3 separate regions of the Mus musculus genome follow, and all the other regions are linked to region 2. Evidence: chromatin contacts called from public HiChIP or PLAC-seq data. All regions are on one chromosome and are shown on one strand. Each heading gives the region's core, a stretch centred on a gene start, on an enhancer-like site or on the middle of the called end of the contact. The rest is flanking DNA. Distances are from core to core; before and after follow the strand shown.

Region 1 (4,432 bases), core at 1,530-4,029, 210 kb before region 2:
AGTCTCTGGTAGTGGAAAGTTCCTTACTGTAGGGAGGAACCAGGGTCATGAGTCTATTTTCTGCCTTCCCTACAAGACCTCTCTTTGTGGGAGATGAGTCCTAGGATAGATCCCTTCCTGGCTTTCATAAAAGGATACCCAGAACACAGGGCCTTCTCCCTCAGGCACCAAACCAAGGTTCTGAACTTGACCCTGATTAGTCAGATGTGGAAACTGGCAATTCTGTGTGGACTACTCAAGCTTGGGAGAAAGGAGACAGAAGTGAGCTTGAGTTGGTGTCTGCAGGGGCTGCAACCATGCCCAGCATAACACTGTCGTCATAGATTGTGCGTGACAGTGGTTGTTATGGTCACACTAAATATATAAAGCATAAAGTAAGGCAGCCAACTCCTTATCAAGAGGTTTCTACCTTAGATTATACAAACTATTTTCTGCATGGTTTTACATGCTCATTGGTCTCTAGAATTATTTCTTTCTCCAGTAGCCCCTACTTCTCTCTCTCTCTCTCTCTCTCTCTCTCACACACACACACACACACACACACACCACCACCACCACCACCACACCACATAAACACACACACACATGTGTGTGTATGTATGTGTGTGTATTTATGTGTGTAAGAACACATGCATATGAAGACCAAAGCCCACTTCAGATGTCACTACTCAAGAACAATCCATCCACCAAAACCCAGATTTACCAGTTGTGCTAGGATAACTGGCCATCACATCCAGGAAAACCGCCATCATCTCCTCGCCCAGCACTGGAATTATTATGAGCACATGCCATCACATCTGGATTTCTACATGGGCAAATGATCAACCATAGGTCCTCGTGCTTGTACAACAAACATTTTGCCAACTCAGCCGACTTTTAGATTCTCATTAGGCATAGTCCATCCCTTTGATCAGACATCTTCAGGCTGAGGGAGAATTTATAACCCAGGACTACAGCCAGGGCTTGGTAAGGGTGGCCATCAACTCTTGTCTTTCCAAGAAGACAGCAGCACCTCACTCTCAGTATTAGGTGTGAATTCTGAGAGTATCTCCCATCCTGTATCAGACTCAAAACCAATGCTGACCTAAGAAGCTCTCCAGGGGTGTGGAGCCCTGGGCTCCTTCAGTGAGCTGCTGTGGAAACCAGCTTGGGGGGGGTGTTAAACTTGGTCATCCAATTGACTGCACTTGGAATCAACTATAATCCAGATTTCTGGGCCCTCCTCCGAGGGGTTTTCTTAATCAGATTACTTGAAGCAGAAAGACTCGTCCTAAATCTGGACCACACATTCTAGTGGCAGCAAATAAGAGGAAAAGACAGAAGAAGATGACTTTATTTTTTTTCTTTTAAGTCAAAATATAATGAGATCATTTCCTCCCTCGCCCATGTCCTTGTTCTTTCTCAATTTCATGACCTCTGGCCTTCCTACCCCCTTCCCCTCACACGCAACCAGATGAATGTAGCGTTCAACCCTCAACAAAATCTTGTATTTGCAATCTACAGAATCGTTACCTTCCCAGTGCTTGCCCTCACTTTAGCTGGCAAGTTCTGGATGAAGCTGAAGCACTCCTTCACAAGAATTAGAGACAACTTTTGGGAGCTTCCAATATAGACTGAAGACCAGCAGCTCTCTGGGAATCCTCTAGGACTCCAGTGCATAGGTTGGAGGTACTGAACATCAAGTGGATTCTCAGCCTTTCCACTGGATTGCCTAGACCAACAGGTATATATGGCTTATTATATATGATGTATATGATATATATGATTTATATGATATGTTCATGTGTGTATATGATATATATACGTGTGTATATATGATATATACATATATGCATATATATGTGTGTGTGTATATATATCAGTTCTAAAGGAATAGAACTAAAAGAATGAGTTGGATGAATATATATGTATATATGTATGTATATGTGTGTGCATGCATATGTATGTATGTGTATATATATATATATATATATATATATATATATATATATATATATGTATTCCATTCATCCACCCATTCTATCAGCTCTATTCCATTAGAGAACCCTGACTAATATACCAGCTGACCTTCAGAAAGGGCAGGATGGTGAGTCTTTGGCCTAAGCTAATTGGACTTAGTTTTTCTATCCTAGTGCACAAATTCTGATACTACTTTTCCAGCACATTTACAGTTCGGTCCTATATTTTTAATGTAGGTCTAACTCTGCATCCATAATTATTTCCTCAGGCTAAATTCTCAGGCACTGAACTACAAAGTCAAGGGTTTTATGTTGAAAGCTTAGGATGGGAATGTCAAACTGCCTGCAGAAATACTGGATCTCACAGTGTGAGAGCCCTCTCCTCACCTCACCACCACAGAACAGTTATGACATTTTTAAAGGTTTTCTGATGTGGCAGGGAAACTAATCCTGAATTCAAATATATGCAGTGTGTAGACTTCCTGACGCTGGATTAGACCTGTACCCCACACTGCATGCCAGGTGGCTCTCCTGCCCTGGTGCTCAGCAGTACACCACAAACAGGAAAGGTCCTGGAGCCTGTTTGGATCTCAACTCCATCCAACCCCAAGTTAACCTGGACTGGAAATGGGATATTTGAGGATAGTTGCTGCCTTAAAGCATCTAAACCTCCATTTTTAGATTTGTATGAAGCAACAGATGAGATGAGATGAGATGAGATGAGATGAGATGAGATGAGATGAGATGAGATGAGATGAGATGAGATGAGATGAGAAAACCATGCCCTCTGTGGCATGTCTTGAAGAGCACACATCTAGTTTGGAGGTAGGATTTTGATAGACAACCACAGGGCACAGGTGTGTTCCAGGGGTTGTTATTGTATCCACTTCAAGGTAGCCATGTTTTTCTGGGTGGAGTTTACAAGTTAGGGTAAAAGAGGAAATGCATGCCGGGACATCTGAGGACAGCTGCTTGGCTCAACTGTGGCCCAACTGTGTATTCCTCTACCCTAGTTCTTCAGTGCCCAACCTGGCCCCTAAATAAACGCAAAGACAATCTACTGAAAGAGTTTTCAGGCAGCCCTAATGCCTCACATTCCAGCCCACTGATGAGGCGTTATCCTTCCAGTAAATTGATGCCCTTGGTATGGTGGCACCTTTGCAGACAGGAGACAGAGAGACCTGACTCATCTTGTGGCCATGTCTCTGCGTGGACTCAACTCATCTGGTGCTTCTAAAAGGCATGGATCAGAATCCGCAGGACCCAGTGACTACTTGTAATAGTGATTGTGGACTTGACAGGCTCTGCATCACCTAGGAAACCAGCCTTCTCCTTGGTCTATAAGGTGTCCTGGTCCCCACACACCAAATAAATACAAGATAAGGTGATCAGGGAGAGTCCTCATAGGTTGTAAGTAGTCCCCTGCCTTGGGAGTGACTAAAGAGCCTCCTCTGATGAACCTTGCCCCCTCCCAGACACCTCTGCTCATCTACAGAAGCAAGCCTGGGATGTGCTGATCTTGAAAGTGTGGGCCCTCCCTCCGCCTCCCCCTCTCCCTTTCCAATTTGCCTCACCCTTTCCCAGTGTCTGAATACAGTTAATTAGGAGAAAACACCTGCTAATTGTGCATTTCCTCTTCCTCAGACTTTCTCCCACCTCACAGTTCATGTTGGGCATTTACTCAGTCTTTGTGGATCACTTTTTAATGTTTTAAACCTTTGATGTTAAAATAATTACTGATTCACAGGAAGCCTCTAAAAACAGCGTGAGGAGGTCTTCTGCACCCTTCCTTCGGCTTCCGGAACAGTCCTATTTTCTATAGGCTAATCTAACATCAAAGCCAGGGAAGTGACATTGCTCTAAAGTGCACAAACCATTCATTCACTCTATGTCCTTCTAGCTCATGGCTGGAGTCCTATCACAACCATGATTGGGACTTGGGACTTTGGACCGCAGTTACCAGCTTTCTTGATGTAACAAAAAAACACCTGAGCAATCTAAAGCAAGAGTTTATTGGGGTCTATAGTTTGTGGGTAAATCATGGTGGCGGGGATGTGAGGTGGCTGGTCACCTTGAATGGTGAGATAATCTATGTCAGGGGTTTTCAACCTTCCTAATGCTGCAGCCTTTTAATATAGTGCCTCATGTTGTGGGGACCCCCTCAACCATAAAATTATTTTTGTTGCTATTTCATAGTTGTGATGCTGCTAATGCTATGAATTGTAATGTAAATATCTGTGCTTCTCAGGTGGTCTTAGGTGCCCCCCTGTGAAAGGCTTGTTCAACCCACAGAGGGGTCGCGACCCACAGATTGAGAACCACTGATCTAGACGGGAGGGAGAAGAATTTTGGCTCAGTGTTTTGGAGATTTCAGTCCATGGTTGTTCTTGGGTCTGTAATTGAATAGCTTAGGATAATGAGGAGCATGTGATGGAGGAAAACTCCCCACTTCATTGGATCCAAAGTATTGGTCC
Region 2 (4,724 bases), core at 248-2,747:
TGCCGTGGTCTACTGAGTTCCTGGCCTGGCCCATCCCAGCACCACCTCCATACGCAGGTCTGCCTCCAGTCTCACAGCTGTCCTTGACTTAGCTCTAGCTACCAGGTCCTACCAGGCACACACACACACACACACACACACACACACACATACATACACACACCACAATTTTTTTTAAGAGAAAGTGTTAATCCCAAAGATGGAAGGAGAAAGACCACTGATCCAAATCATCATAGCCAGATTAATTCAAGCAAGCAATTAATAAAGCTTTTTTATTCATGTACACAGGCTACCTCCATAAGGCAGGGTTTGGGAGGTCAGCACTGGACGTGAGGAGGACAAGACTTTTATAGCTCAGGGGTAAGGGTTTTCCAAATGGGGCATTCGGCAGGCAAAACAGACAAGGTTACAGGAGCAGGACATACACATAACAAGCTAGCCACATGGACCTCCTGAAACAAAGATTGGTTGCACATGGTGTCATAGCAAGGTAGCCACCGCAACCCTTTTGAAACAAAGGTAGGATTGCAAGATGGTTATAACAACGTTTTGAAGCAAAGACTCAGTTGAGGTCTCCGGAACAGGTAGTAGAGAACCATTTGTAGTTAAGGTTGTAGGTGGGGCATAGCCCCGTCCTTGAGGAGCAGGACTTCATCTTATTCAGGATAGAGCTTAGTTTGTCTTTTCTACTAGATGCCTTTTAAGCCTAAAATGGAGGCAAGCTGGTTCTTCAGAAGGAAGGAAGGAAGGGAGGAAGACAGACAGACAGACAGATAGAAATGGGCAATCTCAAACTCCAGAACATCCATAGCAATTTGTCAAAGGGGCTGTGCTGTAGAAGCAGACTGTAACTGTAGGATCAGCCTATAGGAAAGAGAGAGCAAGAAATTCCCGTGATCAGGGACTTTAGAAACCACAGGCTCACACCTAATCAGCACAAGAGAGGCCTGCCTTTTCTCAACACCGGGTTCCTAAACCTTTCTGCGGAGTGAAATAGTAAAAGCAGCTTCGCTTCTGATGGCCTCTTTAATTTGTTTCAAAATGGGGGCTTGCTTCTCAGCTTCTCTGCTTCCACAGAACTCAGACTCATTCAGTCTGCCCCCACGTCCCACAGCCTCGTGATCCAAAAAGGGAGTGTTCTTTCATTTCTTACTTAAAAGTCTTTTCCAACTCAATCAGTTCAGAGGTAGAATAATGCTCCCTGACTCTCACGATTTTCTGTGCTGGGCCATTCATTATTAAGGCCCCATCTGTGTGCTGACTCATTGTTATTTGTCCTCTCTATTAAAGGTGGGACCTGGGCTATCTTTTGTCACTTTGCCTCACCATCCAATCAATTTCTCCCCTGGGTTCCAAGGCTTTAGATTTCAGGAAGGGGTCTTTAAATAGATCTAGCTTGTGCCCTCTTTTTCCTTTAGCATCCCAGCTGTAAGAAACAGAAAACGGGCACCTCTGTCTCATGTTCTCCTTTATCCAGTTTAAGCACCCCATCAAAGACTGAAGCCGAGGATGCCAGCTGCATCTCCATTTCTCGTTGTACGTTTTCCTTTACACACACAAGTTCCTGCAGAGCAGCCATCTGGGCCTCGGACATACTGTTGTGGGAAACTGAGGCAGGAAAACCTCTGTGCAACAGGTACACAAAGTGGAGGGTCCGAAGAATTTGTTTTGTGTGTGAGTTCAGTGAAGTCGCCTCCATAACCCCGTGTAACTGCACAGCAGTTCTTATCGTGCTTTAAGATTCCGCAGTGGGGCTGCAGAGATGGCTTAGCGGTTAGGAGCACTGACTGCTTTTTCAAAGATCCTGAGTTCAAATCCCAGCAACCACATGATGGCTCACATCCATCCATAATGAGATCTGACTCCCTCTTCTGGTGTGTCTGAAGACAGCTACAGTGTACTTACATATAATAAATCTTTTTTTTTTTAAGGTTTCTCAGCATCATTTTAAACTATTACAGCATTAGTAGGCTGAAATAGCTATCAGCCTTAGGTTTGTGCAACTAAGATCAAACAACAAGAAATTCTTCTCTTGTGGTAAGGCATTTTACAGGAGCAGACCAAGACTGCAGCGGGTAGGATTGTTTTTCTTTACAATGGGATAATTGCAGGCAGGTGTTTTACCAGCTAGCTGTATCTAACCACTTCCTCCAGGCGGACTTTGGGGCTGTGTTCCTGCCTTTTGTCTTTTTCTGACTTTATTTCCCCCTTCAGTATCTCTTAGAGTATAGAAGCGATGGCCATAAAGCCTCTTCAGCAGTTGCCAACACTCTCATTCCTTCTGTGTTACATTTTAAGAATGGTAAAATTTGTTCTAAACCCTCATCTTTTCTAGGGGCATCTCCATATCCCTACAGCAGACCCCACTCATCAAACAGGTGTGCAACTCCATACCGCATAAAAATGGCCACCCTGGGATTTTCTAGAAAGAAACTCCAGCTCTCAATGGTTCAGGTTTAATTATATTTCTCACTACCAATAGCAAGAACCATGCAATTGCCACCATAGCAAAAGGACTCACCAAACGCCAGGATCTCCCCCTTGGATGCCCCACACTCAGGCTGCTCAGTCAGCCCTTTTGTGCCTTGCTACCCAAAGCTAGGACCACTCAATTGCTCTTCCCAAACTCAACTGCCTTGCTACACACCAGTTTGTCCGATTAACATTTACTGAGAGATGCAAATGAACACCCACCCTACCCCACCCCCGCCCCCAGATGGACACTGATGACAGACCTAAGCAGGATTTCACCAAAGTCCAACTTGGTGAGTCCAATGATTTTATCAGACTTTCTTACAGAGCATTGGCAAGGGGTTACTTACAGGAATGCGGATGGACACATCCCACTAAAAGGTAACTGCATCCATACAAAATGCCATTCCGTTATGGGTGGCAACCTCGTAGAAGCTGATTACGGAACTCCATCTTTAATCAGCATTTCACTTTTCTGTGTGTTCTAGCATCTTCCAAGATCTCTTGCAGTTGGAGTGGAAGGAGCAGAAGTAATGGCTGAACTCCCTATCTGGTTCCTGACCCGTCCACCTTCCCACCCACCCCCAACCCCCACCCCCGCAGGGAATGTCAGTGGCTCCCTTACCTTTACAGAAGTTCTAGCTGCCACTCGCCCATTCTGATCTAGTCTTCTTGGCTATGAGGCAAAGTCCAAGAATCACACCTTATTATGCGCAGAGAGGAAGCACCATATAACACACACACCCTTAGGTACTCATGAATGGATGGATCCCTCCATAACTGGGAACCTGAGGGTATCAGTAACTTTTCTCCTCACTTCCATGAGATACCAGACAAAAGCAATTAAGGACTGGAGGTCTGTCATGTCCTACAGTTATGGGGCACAGTCCACCCCAGTGACAGTAACATGAGGCAGCAAGAGTATTAGGCAACTGCTCTCACTGCATGCCCAGTCAAGAAGTGGAGAGGGACAGAGGCTGGTGCTCAACTTGATTTCTCGATTTTCTTGAGCCCAGGATCTCAGGCCCTGGAGAGATGCTGCCCACACTTAGGGTGGATCGTCCCCCTCAATTAACCTAAGCTATAAACTGCCTCACGTATGTACATGCCAAGAGATCGGTTTCCCTGGTGATTATAAATCCCATCAAGTTTATGTTCCAATTCCTTTCTGTCAAACTTGACACAAACTAGGCAAAATCAAGAGTCCCCTGAGAAGAGGCACTCTCAATTGAGGAATTGCCTCTGTCGGCTTGGCCTCCTGGCATGTCAGTGGAGCATTCATTTGATTGACGATGGATGCAGAAGGGCTCAGCCTTCTCTGGGCAGTGCCACCTCTAGACTGGACAGGTAGCTCTGGGTTCTATAAGAAAGGAAAGTGGCCAAGCATGGAGATCAAGCCAGTAAGCGCAGTCCTCCATGGTCTCTGCTTCAGTTCTTGTCTCCAGGTTCCTTCCCTAATCTTCCATCATTATGAACTGTAACTTGTAAATCAAATAAACAGGTTCTTCCCCAGAGTTGCTTTTCACCAGTGTTCCATCACATCATCGGATAGAAAACAAAGTCAGGGGATGACCATGGTTGACCAATCACAGTCTGTGGGCGTGTCCTGCTTGACCAATCACAGTCTGTGGGCATGTCTTGCTTCTACCCACATTCTCTGCAAGACTATGTTGAAGGCAAAACCCAGTCACCTACACAGAGAAGGTAAGTGGGGCTTCAAATCCCACAGGAAACGCTCGGCAGCAGGATGGCGTGTTCTCGGGAGGAGGAAACTATCAGGCTAGGCCTGAACCCTGGGAAGGAGGCACCACTAACCTAAGGGAAATATTACGGGTGTCACCAGTCACCCACCAGGACCTTTACGGTAGCATATCTCCTTAGAGGAGGACTCTCTTCTGAGTCCCTTGGGACACCAATATGGCTCACTTCTCTGTGGAGAGCAGAACCCTGAGCAGGTCCATGTTGTTGACAGGAGCCAGTCAGGTCAAGCACCCTAGCCTGTGGAAAAAATGGCAAAGCTTTCCCCACAAGGTGAGGCTCTGAGGGATGATAAGATCTTTCCTCTGGAGCATGTGTGCCTGTTGATGGTGTATGCAGAAAATGTCTACCGTAGCTTCCTAATCCCAGATCTTCACCACATGAAGGCTACTCCCCTACAGAAACTGCTCCTGCCAAGATAAGCTAAGGTAACTCCTGGATCCAGCTGTATGCCATGAACCTGCCTCCTTGGTTATCTGTGTGTGATAATAACC
Region 3 (4,627 bases), core at 1,524-4,023, 160 kb before region 2:
ATTCTCACTGTTCCCTGGCTTTACCCAGCCAACCCTGCTTCTCCTTTACCTCTCCTCCTCTTTTTTTTTTTTTTTTTTTTTGAAACAGTTTCTTGTTTCCCACTAACGCCTCAAACTCACTATGTAGTCAAGGATGGCCTTGAACCTCTGATCCTCCTGTCTCTAGTGGGAGAAGGGGCCTGCTTCTAATGTACTTATTGATGTGAGCATCAAATAACGTGGAGGGAAGGACTGACTGCCCCAGGTTTTTGCTCAGAGCCTCTGCAAGAAAGGATATGGTCTCCCTTGAGAGGAGTTTCCACTGCCAAAATTGAAGAGAACCTACTATCCTCTCTCTGGGACTTCAAGGATGCTAGGCAAATGCTCTACCAACTGAGCTACATCCCCAGCTTCCTCTCTGTTCTTCACGACACAAGTCTCTGATCCTTTAACTTCGGGACATCACTCTGGGCCTTATGAGGCTCTTGGAGTTTGTGATATGGGGATGGGGGGGTGGGGTAACATCCGTAGAACTTTATCTATGTGGCACTGCGGTTATCAATATCCCTGTGTCTTCCAGGTGCTGACCAGTCTTCCAGCCAACCAGTGGTTGTGAACAGCATGCAGACAGCCCTTCAGGCAGTAGACTCCAGGGCCTGCTTGCCAGTCAACTGTTCTCACATTCTCCCAGAAGAATTTGGCTCACCAGCTGTTTCCTTTGCCTCTCCTTGACCAAAAAAAAAAAAAAAAAAAAAAAAAAAAATCAATGACACCAGAATTGTATTGATTAGGGCACTTTGAGGCTCTGTTTCTCCTCTCAGCCTTCCAAAACAGGAAGCAGTCAGCCAGAGGAGCTCCAGAGGACCCCATGGGTTGGCTCTTTTAGGGCTAGCTGTTCTTGCCTCTGCCAGTCCCACAGTTCCCACTTAAATGAAATGATGCCTGGCAACAGTTTCCAGCATGGGCCGGGGCCGGGGGGGGGGGGGGGGGCATTCCAGTGCGCGCAAACCCATATGGCATAAACTGCAAAGAGACCCTCTCTCCAGGCCAATCCCTGCAGTAAGTCTGAAAGAAAACCCTGAGCTCAGACAACTCTGACCCTCAGAGAAGGCTTCCTTGTCCTGCACTTGTCCACACTGACTTTTGCAGTCTCTTCAATGCTCTGCAGCCACTGCTGAGGCGGCTGACACATCCCAGCAATTAGCTGTACGCCCCCAGGAAAAGGCGGCAGTCTGCACGTGTCTAACACATCTTGATAAAGCCATCTGCAGACGAAGGAAAGTTTACACAGGTGTCAGCACCGTTTACAGAGAAAGTTTACGGGGGCGTACGAAGCTGCATGGGCACCCACAGATGCCTGAAAAGCAAGTGGCCACAGGGTTTCTCGTTTGGATGTCCAGGGGCAGGGGATTGGAGGCGGGGGGGGGGGGTGGTGGTGCGGGGAGCGCCGCTGGATGGGAACAAAGAGAAAACAAGCACACCGTTGCAGCCAGATGGTGTGGTCCCCAAGCCATTTGCTGCTCAGATGGACAGGGCAGAGCAGGCAAAAAGCCAGGACTCTAGCTGCTATCAGTTGGCTTCAACTAGACTGTAACACCAACCCCCAAAGATCGGCTACTCAGCCTGAGTCTTCGCAGAGGTCCAAAGTTTTCAGCCCCTTTTCAGATGTTTTTGCATCTCCATTGTGGAAAAAGCCAGTTGGTGTGGGCCCTGGCGCCAGCCGTTCTGTAGCCATTCGGGGGCTTTCCACTCTTGCAAAATGATGGTCGTACTGTTTATCTGCCCGCTTTCAAGTTCCAGGGCTTTCTGGGATTATCTTGTCTAATGCCGTGTTCTCCTTGATCCTCGATGTCCTTAGAAGTTTGGACCTTTCTAACTCCTTTCCCTGCCTTTTGTCAATGAAGTCAGTGACAAAGTACATTTCTTTACTTTCACTCACAGTGGTCGGAGGAGTTGCCTTGTTGCCTTGTGGGGTTCCCATAATCTTTTAGGGAACTTGACTTACATAAAACCATATATCTTTGGCCATGAAAGAAGACAATTTCAGGGTGAACCAGCAAGAAAGAGAACTAGGGGGTTATTAAAAGACATCTTAACATGAATTTTAAGCATAGGGGTTAATAGAAAAAGAGGCTTTCAGGAAGAAATTGTGGTGTGCCCAGGAGTACGGAAAGAGCCCCATTTACAATTGCTACTAGTCATCACCTGTAGCAGTTAGGTGATTCTCAAGTTACTCCTCTTGTAAATGGGGCGGGGCAGGGCGGGGCGGGGGGTGGGGGCCTCTGGAGGTGCCCTGGATGGAATTACAATCAGCTAAAATAAAACCAGGAGAGCAGAGTTGCCCCCGGGAGTTAAGACACAGCCTTTCCCTGTCAAAGTTTCTGATGAGCATCTTAGAAGACTGCAGTTTCCAGCTGGAGAGGAAGCCAGGCCTTAAAAACTAATTGTGTTGGAATTCTTGAGTCTCAGCTGGTGAAACACCTCCACCAGACGCCAAGGCGAGGGAGGGAGCTCCCACAATGCCCCTTGTTTTCTTTCCTACTCCACTTCAAACAAAAAGTTGATAAAAGATACAGTCCTGGCTCAGTTCAGTTTCCTGAGTTTCGATCCATCCCCTTCCTGCCTCTTGTAGCATCTCTAGAGAGCATTGGGCTGATCCGGTGGCCAAGCCAGCATGCGCGCGCGCGTGTGCACACACACACACACACACACACACACAGGTACACAGTGTAAGCCAAGACACACACACACACACAGGTACACAGTGTAAGCCAAGCCCTTGGACCAGATACCAAGGGACTCAAGTGGAGCTCAGAGGTAAGACGACTCATCCTGGGGAGAGCAGCTGGGGACGTGCAGCTTCATGTGGCAGCTGTGAAGGAGAGCACGTAATACAGATCCTTCCCGGGCCCCTTCTGCCAAACTAGGGCAGTGAGGGCCACCAAACCTGCAGCCCATGGCCTGCATGCAGCCAGACAGAGTGATGAATGCCACCTAACACAAAACCATAAACTTAGAGCATTCTGAAATTAGTTCTCACGGTGATTGTTTGGTTGGTTTTGTTTTGTTTTGTTTGTAGCTCAATGGAATGGATCCCCGGTGTCCAATTGTAGACAACAATACTATTTCAAAACAGCAAAAGGTGGACACACCAGGGACTCACTCCTCCAGGTAGGGAAACTGAGGCCCTGGGTGGCTGGCCAGGCTTGCACCTTCCTTACAGGCCTATCGACGTATTATCTCTTATTACTCTGAGAATCCTGTCTTCCTGTGTCCTCTGCCCCCCCACCCCCCGTGTCTCCTCCTCCCTGCCCTTCAGCCACAACAGGTGCCTGTCCCTGCTAAGTCAGACCCAGGACACACTGTCTGGTCAGCTAGAGGCCTGTTCTGGGCGTCCTGTAACTCAGACAGCACCTCCATTCTTTCTTGCCTCCATGTCTGACCCAGGGACCTACATGGTGGTCCATACTTCAGAGGGGAGCCTTTTGCCAGCCAGCCAGCCAGCCAGCCTCATGAAGGCTGCCTTCTACCCCAACACCCTGATGTCAGGTGGCTGTTAGTTCTGACTCCTCTGCCCACCTCCCTCACCTCACCTTTCTGAACTCCTCCACCTGAGCTCCTGCCTCCCCCTTCTACTTTCTCTTCTGCTTTCAGATGCTGCTGCCTCCCTCTACCTTTGAAGGGGGGGGGGGGGTAAGTATCCGTAGGCGTGGAAGCCAGTTTCTGTGACGGCCTAGGCAAAATGCCTGGGCCGCCTGTCATGTTTGATTTCAAAAGATAATTCTATTTTGAGCAAAAGAATAATGAAAAGACTTCCCCGGCTGTCCTGGAAAGAACTCTCTTCCTTCTCCTCCGAAGCCTGCGTTCCCCCAGGCACCCTAGGCATCCTGGTTGCCACAGTACCTGTGCCTTTCCTGGTACTATCCTCACCAGAGCCTCTGCCAGCACTGACTGGTCCCTGCCCTCAGTGAGGCCTTGGAACTCCTCCCCTCAGGAAAGCCAAGGATCTTTCCTCCTTAGCACCCACCCAGAATCTTTCCCTTGAGTCCCATCCTGCTGGCTGCCCCTGCCATTGATCCTAAGGCTCTCTGTGCTAGCACATTCAGGGAAGGCTGGTATATAGAGACCCACAAGCAGCACTTACTAAATGAAGGAGCCATGTAACTGGACTGACTCTTACCAGCCCTGAAATAGACAGGATGGTGGGGCTTCTCATTGGTGGGTTAATTAAGAACAGAAGTTACACATAGATAGTGGATGCCCTGCTGGGAGTTTTCCCTACAAACCTGAAATGCATGAAGAACTCAACGTACTGTACCATAGTGTAGGGATTTGGGACCTCCAGTCAGCCATTGACCACACCTGTCTCTGGCTCCAAGCCCCAGCTCAGTCTACTGCAGATGCTTTCGCCAGAGGAAGTAAGATCTCTTTGATCCAATGTGCATGGCAGGAGCTGGAAGCAACAGGAAGGTCTAAGCCACAGCTTTTTCCCCAGGGCACCTGTCCTGGCTAATTTTAGGTTAATTTGACACAGGCTAGAGTCATTTGGGAACCGAGAGCCTCAATTGAGAAAATGTCCCCACCAGATTGACCTGTGGGGCATTTTCTTGATTAATGATTGATGTGGGTATGCCCAGTCCACAGTGGG

Evidence for each region. HiChIP or PLAC-seq counts read pairs in DNA pulled down with a chosen protein or histone mark.
Region 1: an H3K27ac HiChIP or PLAC-seq map of T-cell acute lymphoblastic leukemia shows a contact between it and region 2, with 2.5 times the contacts expected there. The contact joins two enhancer-like sites. A contact is called at or near these places in 3 of 39 promoter capture datasets (the C10 cell line, embryonic stem cells and liver), 1 of 484 Hi-C or Micro-C datasets (cerebral cortex) and 3 of 115 datasets of contacts at active chromatin or transcription factors (T-cell acute lymphoblastic leukemia, embryonic stem cells and microglia).
Region 3: an H3K27ac HiChIP or PLAC-seq map of T-cell acute lymphoblastic leukemia shows a contact between it and region 2, with 2.9 times the contacts expected there. The contact joins two enhancer-like sites. A contact is called at or near these places in 1 of 15 datasets of contacts at CTCF or cohesin (embryonic stem cells), 6 of 484 Hi-C or Micro-C datasets (the G1E-ER4 cell line, conventional type 1 dendritic cells, embryonic stem cells and 1 more) and 4 of 115 datasets of contacts at active chromatin or transcription factors (T-cell acute lymphoblastic leukemia and embryonic stem cells).

What each region holds. Positions count from the first base shown.
Region 1 is chr1:35,774,597-35,779,028 of GRCm38.p6, forward strand. No RefSeq gene overlaps it. Among named protein-coding and RNA genes, the nearest start is that of Gm25634, 15 kb to the left of the region's middle. Within about 2 kb of position 2,780, at least 1 of the 459 cell types and tissues checked has an H3K27ac peak or open chromatin away from gene starts, as enhancers often do. A contact at or near this core is called in T-cell acute lymphoblastic leukemia, where this site is marked.
Region 2 is chr1:35,981,429-35,986,152 of GRCm38.p6, forward strand. No RefSeq gene overlaps it. Among named protein-coding and RNA genes, the nearest start is that of Gm39622, 24 kb to the left of the region's middle. Within about 2 kb of position 1,498, at least 9 of the 459 cell types and tissues checked have an H3K27ac peak or open chromatin away from gene starts, as enhancers often do. A contact at or near this core is called in T-cell acute lymphoblastic leukemia, where this site is marked.
Region 3 is chr1:35,823,163-35,827,789 of GRCm38.p6, forward strand. No RefSeq gene overlaps it. Among named protein-coding and RNA genes, the nearest start is that of 1110002O04Rik, 44 kb to the right of the region's middle. Within about 2 kb of position 2,774, at least 17 of the 459 cell types and tissues checked have an H3K27ac peak or open chromatin away from gene starts, as enhancers often do. A contact at or near this core is called in T-cell acute lymphoblastic leukemia, where this site is marked.